2 separate regions of the Mus musculus genome follow, and region 1 is linked to region 2. The links are chromatin contacts, called in public promoter capture Hi-C maps. All regions are on one chromosome and are shown on one strand. The core of a region is the stretch at or near the end of the contact, and the rest is flanking DNA. Distances in the headings are between cores, read along the strand shown.

Evidence for each region. Promoter capture Hi-C pulls out the DNA fragments that hold promoters and counts their contacts.
Region 1: a promoter capture Hi-C map of pre-B cells shows a contact between it and region 2, with 4 times the contacts expected there. The contact joins the promoter of Etohd2 here to the promoter of Cks2 in region 2. A contact is called at or near these places in 3 of 39 promoter capture datasets (liver and pre-B cells) and 1 of 484 Hi-C or Micro-C datasets (CD4 T cells).

What each region holds. Positions count from the first base shown.
Region 1 is chr13:59,766,464-59,773,109 of GRCm38.p6, forward strand. It overlaps Etohd2 (ethanol decreased 2), which reads left to right and starts at 3,503. Exons shown (of 2, transcript NR_015349.3): 1 at 3,503-3,883; 2 at 4,464-6,646. Isca1 (iron-sulfur cluster assembly 1) reads right to left here and starts at 3,326. Exons shown (of 4, transcript NM_026921.4): 1 at 3,161-3,326. The coding sequence starts at 3,241. Tut7 (terminal uridylyl transferase 7) reads right to left here. Exons shown (of 27, transcript NM_001373962.1): 27 at 5,413-6,396. The coding sequence ends at 6,329.
Region 2 is chr13:51,641,042-51,648,049 of GRCm38.p6, forward strand. Cks2 (CDC28 protein kinase regulatory subunit 2) reads left to right here and starts at 4,191. Exons shown (of 3, transcript NM_025415.3): 1 at 4,191-4,430. The coding sequence starts at 4,372. Gm52049 (a long non-coding RNA gene) reads left to right here. Exons shown (of 3, transcript XR_003950639.1): 2 at 1,460-1,553; 3 at 1,640-2,276.

The sequences.
Region 1 (6,646 bases), core at 2,253-4,752, 8.1 Mb after region 2:
GAAATCCTGTAAAATCTAATAATGCCTTTTAATCTGCTCCTGTGTAAACTACCATAGGAACACAGCTGCTTAAAGTGAGAACATATTGAAGAGGTTTTAAAAACATTTTTCAAAGGGCTGGTGAGGTACTTTGTCAGGTAAAGGAACTTGGGACCCACATGATGGAAGGAGGGAAGTGACACCCAGAGTTGTCCTCTGATCACACAATCACTAAGGCACGCATGACCACACATACAAAAATAAATAAATTTTAAATATTAAACATGCAAACCAAACAATTATTCCAAAGCTGCTTTTTTTTTTTTGGTCAGAATGCTGGGAAATGCACTTCAGGAATGTTTCAGAACTGCTCACATGGCCTGGGGCTGGGCCCGTAGGGTGGCTGATGGCCACTGGAGCCCCAGCCCTGCCTGCTCCCACTCCAGCACTGGGATCACAAGTATGCACCACCCCCACCCCACCCCCCAACTTTAGCTTTTTTGTTGTTGTTATCTGGGAACTGGAGAGGAAACTCAGGCCCTGAGCTTCACAGCTCATTCTCTGCCAGTTTAGCCCCTGCCCCCACACAGGCTCCTCCCCCTGGCCCGTGTTTGTTATGGCTATTAATCTTACAACTCTGTGGTTAAGGCACAATTAAATATTTGCAAGGGCTCCTAAATTAATGACCAAAGAGTTAACAACTGTGACACAAAACAAATCTCTCTTTACAATGAACACACAACACCCCACTCTGTTCTCACGCCAGGCCCTAAAGCGGCTGTTCTACCACTGGACTAGAAACCTGGTTGTAACCTGCAGGTTTTCCTGGTTATGTTTCTAAACCAAAGGCACGTGCTAGTTGCTGTTCCAAAGATCTTCTGGCCCTACTCCAGTGAAGTAACATGTCCTTATACACACCCTGGGCCCCTCTCTACCAGGCTGCGCTGGGAAGCTAAGCGTCCAGAGTCTTCTACAGTACAGTGTACACACTACAGTGCATACAGAGTGAACTAGGTTCTCAGCGCGTACCAACATGCATGCTAGCTAGGCCCCACCGCTCGCTCCCAAGTGGAGCTTGGTGAGGATGAGCCTCTCGTCATGAAAGCTGACCACCTCTGTCTTGTACAATGATGGAAATAAAGCTGCCCATCAACTAGGTAGCAGCTTTCACATTCTCCAGTCACATCTGACTCTGGTCCCTGCAAATTCAACTCTATTAACTCCTAGATATATGGGGGTGGGAAGGAGCACGTTGTTTTTGGATGTGGTGAGCTGGAGCCATTCTGGGTTTGCAGATCTTACCAGTCTACACCACAGTGTAATGGCTATTCCTGGTTGCCAACATGACTCTATCTGGAATGAACCACAATCCAAAGCTGGAGGCCTCACCTGCAATCCAGAGCTTGAGGTTGTTAGATAAAAGTTTCTGACCTGGATCTTGGCATGGAGATCTTGAGGCACAGTGGCCATGAAAAGCTTAGGCCCAGGCAAGGCAGTACATACCTTCAATCCCAGGAGACTAAGGCAAGATCATCTCTGAGTTCAAGGTGGTACACACTTTTAACCTGGGCCACACCTTCTGTTAGAGACCTACAGGAGGACACTGGGAGGAGGAAGATTTGCTTTTTGCCTGCTTGCACTTACTTGCCAGCACATCTGTTGGAACCTACATCTACAGAAGAGCAGCTGAAACAACTAGCCTCATGGGACTGAGCAACTACTAGATCCTTGGACTTCCCACTCACAGCTGACCATTGTTGAGGAGTTGGACTACAGACTGTTTAAGTCATTGTAACAAATCCCTTTACTATATAGACTATCCATAAGTTCTAGAAACCCTGACTAAAAATACACACAGCCCAATGTGCCAGCCCATCCATTCTGTCCACGACTGGCATCAGCTAACAGATAGCTAGTGTTTATGTTTTATGTCACACCTTTCCTGGCCATGGCTGACTTCTAGTAGATGTTGCAGAATGTCAGACTCCCTGCTGTCAGGCTGATGTACCGGCCAAGCAATACCTAACTCATATTACTCTTGTTTGCTAGTTATCTCTCTCTCACACTTTAGGCCGTTGGTCACCTCGTTGCTTTTGCATTTGCTATGTGCTGGGGTTCAAAATGTTTACCAGACACTTGAAAAACAAGTACGAACCACGACGCCTGCCAACAGCTGTGCCTATGAAAATCAGGGAAAGGTGATTCTAGGACCAAGCCTAACACCACAGACTCTACAGCTGAGCTAGGCAGCGCGGCAGAGGGTGTGAATTGAGATCTACTATACATAACGAAACAGAAGATTACAAAGCACGACACAGGCCAGGACTGTGCAAATGAGATGTTACTCCTGGAAGGAATGGCCTACGGAGGGTGCGAGCCAGGCAACTCAATTATTTCTTCTCATGAAAAACAGCGGATCATGATAATGTATGCTTATGAGGTAGAAACGGGGGCAGAGGGGGGGTGTGAGAAGGGGCGGGTCGAAATTTCCCAAGTAACATGCAATAGGCCAAATGGTGATTAAAAAAAAAAACAAAACAAAACTAAGCAAGCAAACAACGACAATAACAACCACCACCTATCCTGTGCTCGACTTTTCTGGAATTTATTACTTGTAGGAGGATTCTACTCTATTCTCAGTAAGATGAGCATAGTTTGCACAATCCTAGAATCCATGACATACCTGCGGTGACGAAAACTAGCTGGTCCCGGAGGGAAAAGCAACACAGAATGCAGTGTGATTACTGGGGCAAACTGAAGGGCCAAACAATGACCTATCCTATAAACAGATTATCTCACTTGTTCACGACTCCCTTCTATTTTGCTTCAACTAACTATTGGCAAGAGCCCCTCTTAGGACTCTGGGTGGAGCGGATTCCGCGGTGGCGTCTGGACCGAATGAATCCCGGTCTCACGCTGTCCCGATCCTCTGGGGCTGACGCCTCCTGGGAGGTTATGCGGAGCCGCGGCGTTCCCTGTGTGACCTTTCTCCGGGAACGCCGTGACCTCGGCGGCAAACTGCCGTCCTCCGCCCCGGCCGCCCGGTGGCAGCGCACACAGCCCGTCCGCCCCATCGAGCTCCGCGCGCGGCCCGCCGGGAGACCCTAGTCCGCGTCCAGGCTCGCTCTGCACCCCGGGCCGCCGCCGCCACCACCTCCCTGCGGACGCCGAGGTGACTCACCAGTGTGAGGGCCGCCCGCGTGGGCTGCAGTTTTCTCTTGCTCACAGCCCGCACGGTGGCGCGGACCAACGACGCCGACATGTCCACGTCGCGGCACCCGCAGCCTCCGGCTGGAGCGTGGGGACTCAACTTCTCTCCATGGACACGGCGGGCACTTTGACGCCACAAGCTCCTGCGCAGGCGCCACAGGCCCCGCCTCCCGTCGCCCGTCCCGCTCCACCATTGGACAGTCCGGGTGAGTGACGGGCCGGGCCGATTGGCCGTCATCACTGACGAGGCAAGGGAGGTGACCTGTGACCTTGCGGGCTTCGCGGTCACTGCGCTAGCGGAAGTGGGATGGCTCCTTCCGTATGGCGTACACTAACGACAGACCCCCCGGAAGTGGGGACACGGCTCTGTGACTCTGGAGCTGCTTCGATAGTAAAGCAAGCGGGTAGACACCATACGACAGGTTTCCAGTTATTGAAATGTCACTCTTGTGTAGCAGTTTGTGTCAAGAAAACTGAGCACGTACGTAGCTACCAGCCTCGCATGGAAGCACGGGCATGGTGGCTCTATCCGAGCCTCTGAGAGCGAGCGCCCTGGGCGCTACGTTAGCATCGGTTCTTGAGTCCCGATCCCGGGCCCCGTGCACATTTGGCTAGCCTTTCCTGCTAGCCGGTCCCATTTGATTAGCTGTGCGCCTGTCACCACGCCTCGGCTTCCTTCGCGGCCCGTGATGACGTAAGAACGGGAGCTCCTTTATCTCGGAGCAGCAGCTGGCCCCGTGCGGGAACTGGGTGGGCGTGGGGAGTACTGAGGGGTTTGCTACCCCTGATCGCCCCCTTATGGTTCCAGGAAGGCCGAGGGAGGGAAATGGATTCGGCCTCAGGTCTAGACGGAAAGAACAAGTGTTTTCTTTTCCAGTGCGATCTCACTGGTCTGACTAGAAGGGGCAGTTTCCCCGTCCGAAATGGGGACTTTGCCATGCTGGAACACTGACAGAGTAAGACAGACATTGTACATTCTGCCTAGACCTGCCCAGGAGCTAAGAAAATGTTCTGACCCTTTCTTCATAGCTTTACAAAGAGTGGGCACACCATGTTTTCAACTCTATTTTTAGTGTCTGAAAACTGTGAACCCCACTCGGTCATTGATCTCTCTCTTGCAAGGATTTTGTTCCACTTGGGAAGATATCCTCTCCTTAAGATAGAAGCCACCTTTGAAGCAAAAGAAAAACAGACTGATTTTTTTTTTTTTTTTTGGTTTTTCGAGACAGGGTTTCTCTGTACACTGAAAACACATCTTTTACATCTTTTACCAGGAAGCTTGCCAAAGCAGTTCACAGTGAGCAAGAGACTGTTAGAAGGTGAAGATCGGGTGTTCAGAACTCCTGCTGTAAAAACTGGATTCTGAGTTTCCGCTGTTTTAGAACAGAACAGGGCATCGGCCCTGGCCCTGCGATCGCTTGCAGAGGAAGCTTTGACTTGGCCATGGCTGCGAGCCTGCTATCTTATCCGCTGAGAAGCGTGCCTCACTTGTCTAATGGTATCAGTATAAGCCATCAAAAACACCAGGCTGCTGGGCAGAATTTTTTTTAAGAATCAAAATGTAGGAAACCTTTTTAAGGCTAGAAGAAAACATGACAATTCTGTTTAATTTTAGGGGTAAGTACACTCCTCTCCCTCAACAACCGACAAAACATCCAAGTAGAAAATAACTACCAGGTATAAAGATTGGCCTGGCTGCGTATTTCTTCTCCGTTCTAGGGGCAGAGGGATAAACAACACTAAGCGCTTTTTCAGTAGGCGTGGCACTGTTCCAGCCAGAAAGCAGCGCTGTCACTTCACAGCCAGAGGCAGGAGGAAAGGAAGCAGGCCAGCAGCTGAGCAGGAGGAAAGGAAGCAGGCCAGCAGCTGAGCCGTCACGTAGCAGGGAGGCCCCGGTTGCACAACCCATGAGTTTGATGGTCACCATTTTTATTTTTTTACCATGATTTCCAATTTCTTAATGATTTCCATTTTGACATGACTCTTTCATAACTAGACTATGACCAGTCTAGTTCACACATATATGCCTCTCGTGAGTCTCCCTCGTTGTGCCAGTGTCCTTAGCAAGCTCTCTCTCTGCCCCCCAGTCTCCTGCTTGCACACCCCAGACCCGGTGCACAGCTATCAAAGGGGAACAGCATGGGCACCCTATTAAGGAGATGTGTACTGTCAGCGCTTTGGTTGACTTTTCTAATGACTCATAAGAAAATAATGTGGATAAAATTACACGTTCAAAGTTCGATTTTATTTCAAAATGATAAATAAACCGGCATAGTTCTGACTCTGTACTATTTCAGAAAGGCTTGTGAAGTTCATTAACAGTTTAGAGAGGGCTCCAGTCAGACCAGAAGGTTGCCAATCAAACTTGTGATTGGCAGAGACAGCAGCCTCTTTGATCTTCAGAGGTTTGTAAAAGCTCTCCACCCTAATTTCTGTGTATCATAAAAAGTAAAAAGCACTTTTATTCTGTCCTTTTCTCCTTTAATTTTTCTTTTTTAAACCAGCAAAAAAGGACTACTTATTTTTATGACTTCATTTTTATGAGCACAACAGTTCTGTCAATTACTTAGAGAAGGAAGCCCTCAAAGATGTGCCAGTGGTGCTGTGGTCGTCCACCGAGGCCCACACTGACAGGTGCTTGCATTCCATGCTATCATTTCTACAATGAGCCATGAAGAATGCTTGTAGACCCTATGTACAGCAGTATAGTCCACATGTCCTTGATGTGCGTCCATACCACGATCCAGGAACAACAGAGAGAATCCCCTCTTGGAAATCAAAAAGGGGATGTGTAGGGAAAGAGGGCTAACTCCTCTGGTGAGCAGCACACTATTTTTAGAGTGCTTTGAAAGAACTAAAATCCATGACGCTGTAGTCATTGAATTCTGGCCCTCATATTTTTCTTTTAAGTTGACTTTCTATTAAAATCTTCAAATCTCTGGAGATTGGTGGTATAGTTAGACTATATTAAAATTTTTCTTTTCCTTATTAACAATTTCATTAAAATTTAAAAAATTACGATGCCCCTCAACTGTTACGTTGAAGCCTGATCTGTGTCACTGTGTCCTGTGCCATGAACCTAATTTCCCAAGTGGCCACGGACACCTGAGTGGCATTTCCAGTGCTGCAGTTCCTTCCCTCATGATTCCTGCTGGGTCCTCTTCACTGAGGCTCTCCCCTGAGTCATATATTTACTGGAAAGGCTACCTAGGAGGGAAAACAAAATCCAACATAAACGAAAAGAATGGTGTTTGAGCAAAGTCACACAATACTTATTGTCAGTTACTGACAGACACGTGTCCCACCACAAAGGGCACTCGTCCTGAGTCGAGCAGTTAGGCTAGGTATAAACAAGTGCACAGCCATCAGAGGCACTGGGCAGTGCTTAGACACTGCTTCCTCAGTGCTGGTAAGGTACAGCCCCGAGGCTGTTCAATGCAGCCACAGGCAGGCACTG
Region 2 (7,008 bases), core at 2,941-5,440:
AGCACTTGGGAGGCAGAGGCAGGCGGATCTGAGTTCGAGGCCAGCCTGGTCTACAGAGTGAGTTCCAGGACAGCCAGGGTTATACAGAGAAATCCTGTCTCAAAGAAAATAATAATAATAATAATAATAATAATAATAATTTTAGCTCCCTTTCCCATCTATATGCTTCACTTAGAAGAAGACTCTGGACAGATAACCAGGTAGATCCAGAGGTGTGATGAGATCGTAGCACGTCCCAAACTCTGGAACTTTTAGAGGGATTAGAAAAGATCATTTAAATAGTTGAGCTAAGCCAGGAGTGGTGACACAGACCTTTAATCACAGCTCTGGGGAGGCAGAGACAGGTGGGTCTAATCTACAGAGAGAGCTTCCAAACGCCACAGCTACATAGACCCAGTCTCAGCAAACCCAAACAAACAAACAACTGCTTTTGAGTTATATATTGATATAACACCAAAATAAATTATATCTTTAAGCAAGTTGGTCTGAATACTAAAAAAAAAAAAAAAAAAAAAAAAAAAAAAAAAAAAAAAAGAGGAAAAAGAGGAAAACCACCTCAATTCATTTTATGAGGACAATAGACCAGAGAAGAGGAACGCACAAAAAAGCAAGGGAGTCAGTGTGATGTTAGATGGCATGAATTTTTCTAAGTAAAATCCAATGTTCGTTTTTAAATTGCATCTTGTCAAGTATCTCAAGATCCTAGGACAGTTCTGTTTTTAGTTTTTAGTATTTTTAGTGACTATAAGCAAGTAACAAGTTTGATACACGGTTAAGAAAATACGATGTAGCCCTTCATTTTGTACAATTAATATTCCATACACTGAAAGGCAACAGTGAACTTAGTGACAATGAGCCAATCTAACACACACTAGTAAACAGAAGGTAAAAGAACTGTCAACCGTGCACAGAGAAAGAGCTTTAATTCCTTTTATTTATTTACATTTATCTATCGGGCGAGGTGCTTGTGTTCTGGCATGAGGGAAAGACAGGAGACAGCTTTGTAGGGGCATTTATCTCCTTTCACCGTTTGTGTCCTCTGGGCTGGACTCGGGTTACCAGAGTAGTGGCAAACACCTTAACCTACTGAGCCATCTTTCTAGCCTAAAAGTGTATGTGTGTGTGTGGTGTGAATGTGTGTTAGTGGTGTTCATACGGAAGCTGAAGGAGAAAGCTGAATGTCTTGCTCTACTATTCTTGGCCTTATTCCCTTTGAGACAGGATCTATGAACCTAGGACTAGACTGGAGGCAAACAAGCCTCAGCAATCGCCCTGCCTCCACTCCCCCACCCCACCCCCCCTTTATAACGCAGGGGTTACAGCCATGCATGGCCGCACCGGCTCTTTACATGAGTGTTGGATATTTGAACTCACAGGATTGGGCCATTGCTTCATTTCTCTCTGTTTGTACTGAATTCAAGGCAGCTGGCACTAATCAAAAGACGACTCTTCCCTATAGGTCTTCCAGATGAAAGCAAGCTTTCCCGGAGAAAGTCGAAGCTGTTACGCCTCCTAGGGACTAGTCTCAGATGTCACTTAGACTATTCTATTGGGTAAGGGCAGTAACACTTGCATGTAACTAACTCTTCAAGGGTGTGTTTTTGCTGCCTAGTTTGTAAATGTGTAACTTCCCTTTCAGGGATCTGTTACTGTGGCGGACATCAAGGACGCAGGTACACAGGATGAGGTTCCTGAGAGGGACTGAGGATACACTGTCTACACTGGCAAGTTGAACTTCCTGCTGTTGACAAAGCTAACAGAGAAACCTTAAGGGACTACTTCTAATGTTTCTTGATAAGAATTATGTTAACATCGGTCTCTATGGATACTCTTCCCAGTTAAACTTTCCCCTTCTTATAATTTCTGAGTAGTATTAATCAGTGCCTGGTAGGTAGACTTATTGAGTTTGAATTATATGTATGTGAATTTTATTATTTTTCTGCATCTATTAGAATACTTTTTGCTTTATAGTACTTACTTACTTACTTACTTTAATCCCAAGTGCTGGGATTAAAGGCGTGGGCCACCACTGCCCAGCCTCTCATTTGTTTCTTGAGAACACAATCTCACTTTGTTAACTTTAGCTGACTGGTACTATGTAACCCAGAGAGACCTTGAACTCTTAGCAATCCTTTTGTCTTAGCCTCCTGACCTATGGGATAAGAGAGTGAGCCAACATGCCTGGCAACTGTCTTTCAAAATACATCTGCTATAAAGATTTCCTTTTCCTTTCCCAGATTATTTATCTAGGAATAGAGACGACGACTACTTCTTCTTCTTCTTCTTTTTTTTTTTTTTTTTTTTTTTTTGGTTTTTTGAGACAGGGTTTCTCTGTGTAGCCCTGGCTGTCCTGGAACTCACTCTGTAGACCAGGCTGGTCTCAAACTCAAGCCTCTGCCTCCCAAGTGCTGGGATTAAAGACTCGCGCCACCACGGCTGGCTGGTATATTTTTTAAGAACCTCATTATTGAGTATCCACCATGCACAGGGACTCTACTGTGCTCTAGACATGGATAATAAACAAAGTAAGTATGCTCTCTACATTCACTGCATGGAGAATAAATAGTGCAGGGAAACAATGTGTAAGCCAATGTCCGTTCTGGTGAGCAGGAGATCTAAAGGATTCCCTATCAGTGGAGACTTGGAAAGCAGGGCACTTTCTCTAGATCAGCTGTTCTCAATCTACTAGACTCCCATGGGAGCTGAGTATCAGAGATTTACAATTCATAACAGTGGCAAAATTATAGTTATGAAGTAGCAACAAAATATTATAAAGTTAAGGATCACCACTTGCATCAAAGGGCTGCAGCATCAGGAAGGTTGAGAACCACTGCTTAGATAGTAATTAAAGATCTTTCAGAACAGAACTCATACCTCCATATTATTTGTGTTATAGAGTGTATGCTTACATCCTCCTATTTACATGTTGAAATTTTAATCCCACCTGTTGTCTCACGTGATAATATCGGTAGGCAATTAGCACCTTTATTATTTTAGTGCTAAAAATAACTTTAAAGTTGTGCAAGAAGTCAGACGATCTTGTGTTCTCTTTAACTGAGGGCCAAGTGAAGTCGGGAAACCTGTCGTTAAAAGATTGCAGGCACCTGATTACCCAACTCTATAAAAAAATAAAATTGTAGTTACATGCTGACTTCCGTTTTTATTATTTTAGACAGGATCACACTTTGCTATCCTACCATCTGTTAAAGATATTAGGCTGAAGCTGGACGGTGATGGGGCATCCACTTTTAATCCCAGCACTGGGGAGGCAGGGGCAGGAGGATCGCTGAGTTTGAGGCCAGCTTGGTGTACAGAGCGAGTTCCAGGATAGCCAGGGCTACACAGAGAAACTCTGTCTCAAAAACAAAACAAAACAAAACAAAACAAAAAACAGCCGGGCGGTGGTGGCGCACGCCTTTAATCCCAGCATTTGGGAGGCAGAGGCAAATGGATTTCTGAGTTCGAGGCCAGCCTGGTTTACAGAGTGAGTTCCAGGACAGCCAGAGCTACACAGGAAAAGCCAGTCTCCGAAAAAACAAAAACCAAACCAAACTAAAAAAAAAAAAGGAGGAGGGAGGGGTGTTGACCTGGCATTGGAGTACAGGGATTAAAGGTGTGGGCCAGTACGCCCAGCTGCCGTGGGTTACTTTGTTATCCTAACAGCCACACCAGAGCAATTCATCCACTGCAACAAATCGCAAAAATATTAAAAGAAAAATGACACCTGCTCATTGTAGAAAATGGTTGTTATATGTAACTTGCTGCACGAAACCACGACTTAACACCCTTTCAACTTCCTTTTACATGAGCACATCTTTTTAAGATGGGACTAGCTCGCAGCCAAGCGTAATTAGCGTTGCCATCAGGGGCAGCGGAGGGCACCTTACCCTCTGGAACGCTCCGCAGCTGGACTTCCCTGACCACAGAGACCGCCCCCCAGGCGTCTCGTGCCGCTCCGGCCCCCAGAGCCCCGGATACCTCATCTCGTGTCCGCCCACCACCCAACGGTTCTGCCCCCAGGCACGTTCTAAACCACTGCGCACGCGCTGCGAGGCACTTAACGACTCGGCTCCGCCCTTCTCAATATCTCTTGGGGTCGCCGGGCGCTCCTCGCTGAATCGTTAGCCAATCCTTACTCCCGCCCTCGCAATCTTGCAACAGGCTTCTGATTGGTTACCTGTCCTCGAGGTCTGCGCGGAGCGTGATTGGTTGGTGGCTTCGCCCAATCGGCGGAGGGCTGTCGGATTCAAATCCAGAGCGTTGGGCCTGCGGTCGTTGGCCTCATTCGAGTCGTTGCGTCGGCCCTAGGCGGACGTAGAGCCCCTTGCGCCCGGTTTCCTGATCCCGCTTACTCCTCTGCGCGCCGGCAGGATGGCCCACAAGCAGATCTACTACTCAGACAAGTACTTCGATGAGCACTACGAGTACCGGTGAGGAGCGCCTGCGGAGGAGGGCCGCGCTGGGAGGTCAGACCTGGTGGTCGGGACTCGGACCCCCTTAGAGGCCTCCGTCCGTCCGGGCAGCCTTGCTTTGTGTAGTGTTGCGGGGATCGCAGGAGATGGGGAGTCGTTAGATGGGTGGGCAGCGCCTAGTCTGGGAGTTCACGACCGCAAACCGCACTGGCCCGGACTGGCCGGGAGGGGAAGTCCCCGGAAACGCACCCGACGGGCATTATCGAGTGTCTGATGGGTAACGGCTCCAGACGCTGTAACACGGGGCGTTGTTAAAGGGCTTCAAGATCAAATTGAAAACTCGAGATTGCCTTCGGAAGGATTGGGGTGGTGGTGGCTACGTTACCTTCAACTGCTAGTCCATATTGGCCACGTTTGGGGCTTTTGAGGAAGTTTTGAGTTTTAAATCCTGAGATGCGCAGGAAGGTAGTACCTACGTTAATATAATTAGCAAATGGGATTGTGGAAAGTAAGGGAGGATTGTAGTTAACTTTATTGTATCCCTTATGACTTGGGGTGTGGTTTCAAAGGCCTTTCCGTCGCTGGGTTCTTCTGGGTTGGGATTAGAGCGTTGCATTCTGGGACACAGTCAAGGACTCCAGGTGGGTAAAACCTGTTCCTCCCTTGGGCAAATAGTGACCTTGTTTTCTGTTTGCTGCCCTTTTAGGTTAGTGTCCAGAATGCTGTTTGAGGGATGAGACACTTTTTAAAAGAGTGGCTTCACCGCCCCACCCCCCATTCTCTCAGTCCGCTAGTGTAGAAGTCTTCACAGCCAGAAAACTTTTTCCAGGCTGTTTGACGATGCACTAATGCTATAAACTTGAATGTTCTTAAGTAGGGAAGTCTCATGGGTTTTTTTTTTCCCCCTTACTAAAAAATTTAAATACATAACAGTCTTTACATAGTAATTACAAACTTCACAATGGTAACCATGTGATAATTGGCTTAATATTTGGTCGTTATAGTAACTCAGAACTTGGTTTGGAAATATCCAAAAATGACCGAAAGTAATTGTACTGTCTTTCTAAATTAGGCAAATAATTATTTGGATGGAAATGTTTAGCATATGGGTTTATATACATTTCTTTAGTTGTCAAAGTGAGATAGTTTTAGTTTCTAAACTTGGAGTATATAAGTTGTGCGTGTTTTGGGGAGCAACTGCTGGTCTGTCTTAAGTATTTTACTCCAATATAAAGTAGGAGCTAGTTTATTACCCACTGGAATCCAGAGGTCAAAAAAAGTGTTTTATTTTGAAACATGAAGTGTTTAAGCTTGCTGTTCTGCCTTAGCAGTTGCTGAGATGGTGGGTGTGTTGCCACACTAGCTTGAGCTTAACTGACCAACCTTTACAAAAGAATTAGAGAGGTGCTCTTGACAGGGACTGTGTACTGGTGATATGACACAGAGGTGTGAGTCTAGGGTGTTTTGTTTATAGTAGAACTATGTGTGTTGGATAAAGTTCAAAACTTAGTGATTTTGTGAAGGGGTGATTACTAGGAACAGAGTAGACTGCTCCTCAAATATCATGGGAGTCCTTTTGGGCATTTTTGAGGGAGTCTCCATAACCCAGGGTGTCCTGGAACTCCATGTAGACAGCTCTAGCTGCATCTGCCTTACTAGTCCGGGGAGGGACCTGTGTGTCATCAGGCCCAGCCTGTCCTTACAGAAATAAAATGGAGGATTTCTTTGCACTTGAGTCATATATTGCACTTTTTGTATTCCAACAAAAACTGGGTTCTGAGAATAGTTTTCCTGGTACATGATCAGTAGTAATATACAAATAAAATCATGTACATTATAAATGACCCCATATGAAGTGCAGCCTCTTGACATGACTTATCAGGTAGGAGATACTTGAGGCTCCTTGTATCTGAATGCCTTGTAGAGACAGTACTGTTTGTGAAAGCTAATTGACAAGCATAATGTCTGTCACTTAAGGCATATCAGTGGCCGGGCGGTAGTGGTGGTGCACGCCTTTAATCCCAGCACTTGGGAGGCAGGGGTAGGCAGATTTCTGAGTTCAAGGCCACCCTGATCCCAGAGTGAGTTCCAGGACAGCCAGGACTATACAGAGAAACCCTGTCTCAAAAAAAAAAAAAAAAAAAAACGGGGAAAAAAACCCCAGAAACAACAACAAAGACTGATATCAGTGGAAAGATAAGGTCATGGGTTATTTTGTACAGTCTTGATTATTGGAAGTCTCTCTGAACTCAAATAGGTGCCCTGAAACTTGGCAATCCTTCCTTCCTCCACTATGATATATAGCAGCAAAGCAGTAACAGTAACAAAAACATTAAGCAGTATTTCAAGAATGAGTGGTAACTTGTGTGGGTAAGAATATTTATTTAATATGTGCCTGGAAATGGCAGTGATGGCACGTAGTCATCGGCCTTGTGGTAAAGCTGGTTAAGGATTATCTGCGCTCAAATCCACAGCTTAAAACCTGTTATGGGCAGTTTGGTGCTTAGAGTGGACTATGGACTGCACTATCCCAATTCCAAAAGTCCAGAGCTGAATTTGCACCTCCATCTCAGACTTGACTTATACTGGTCAAAAA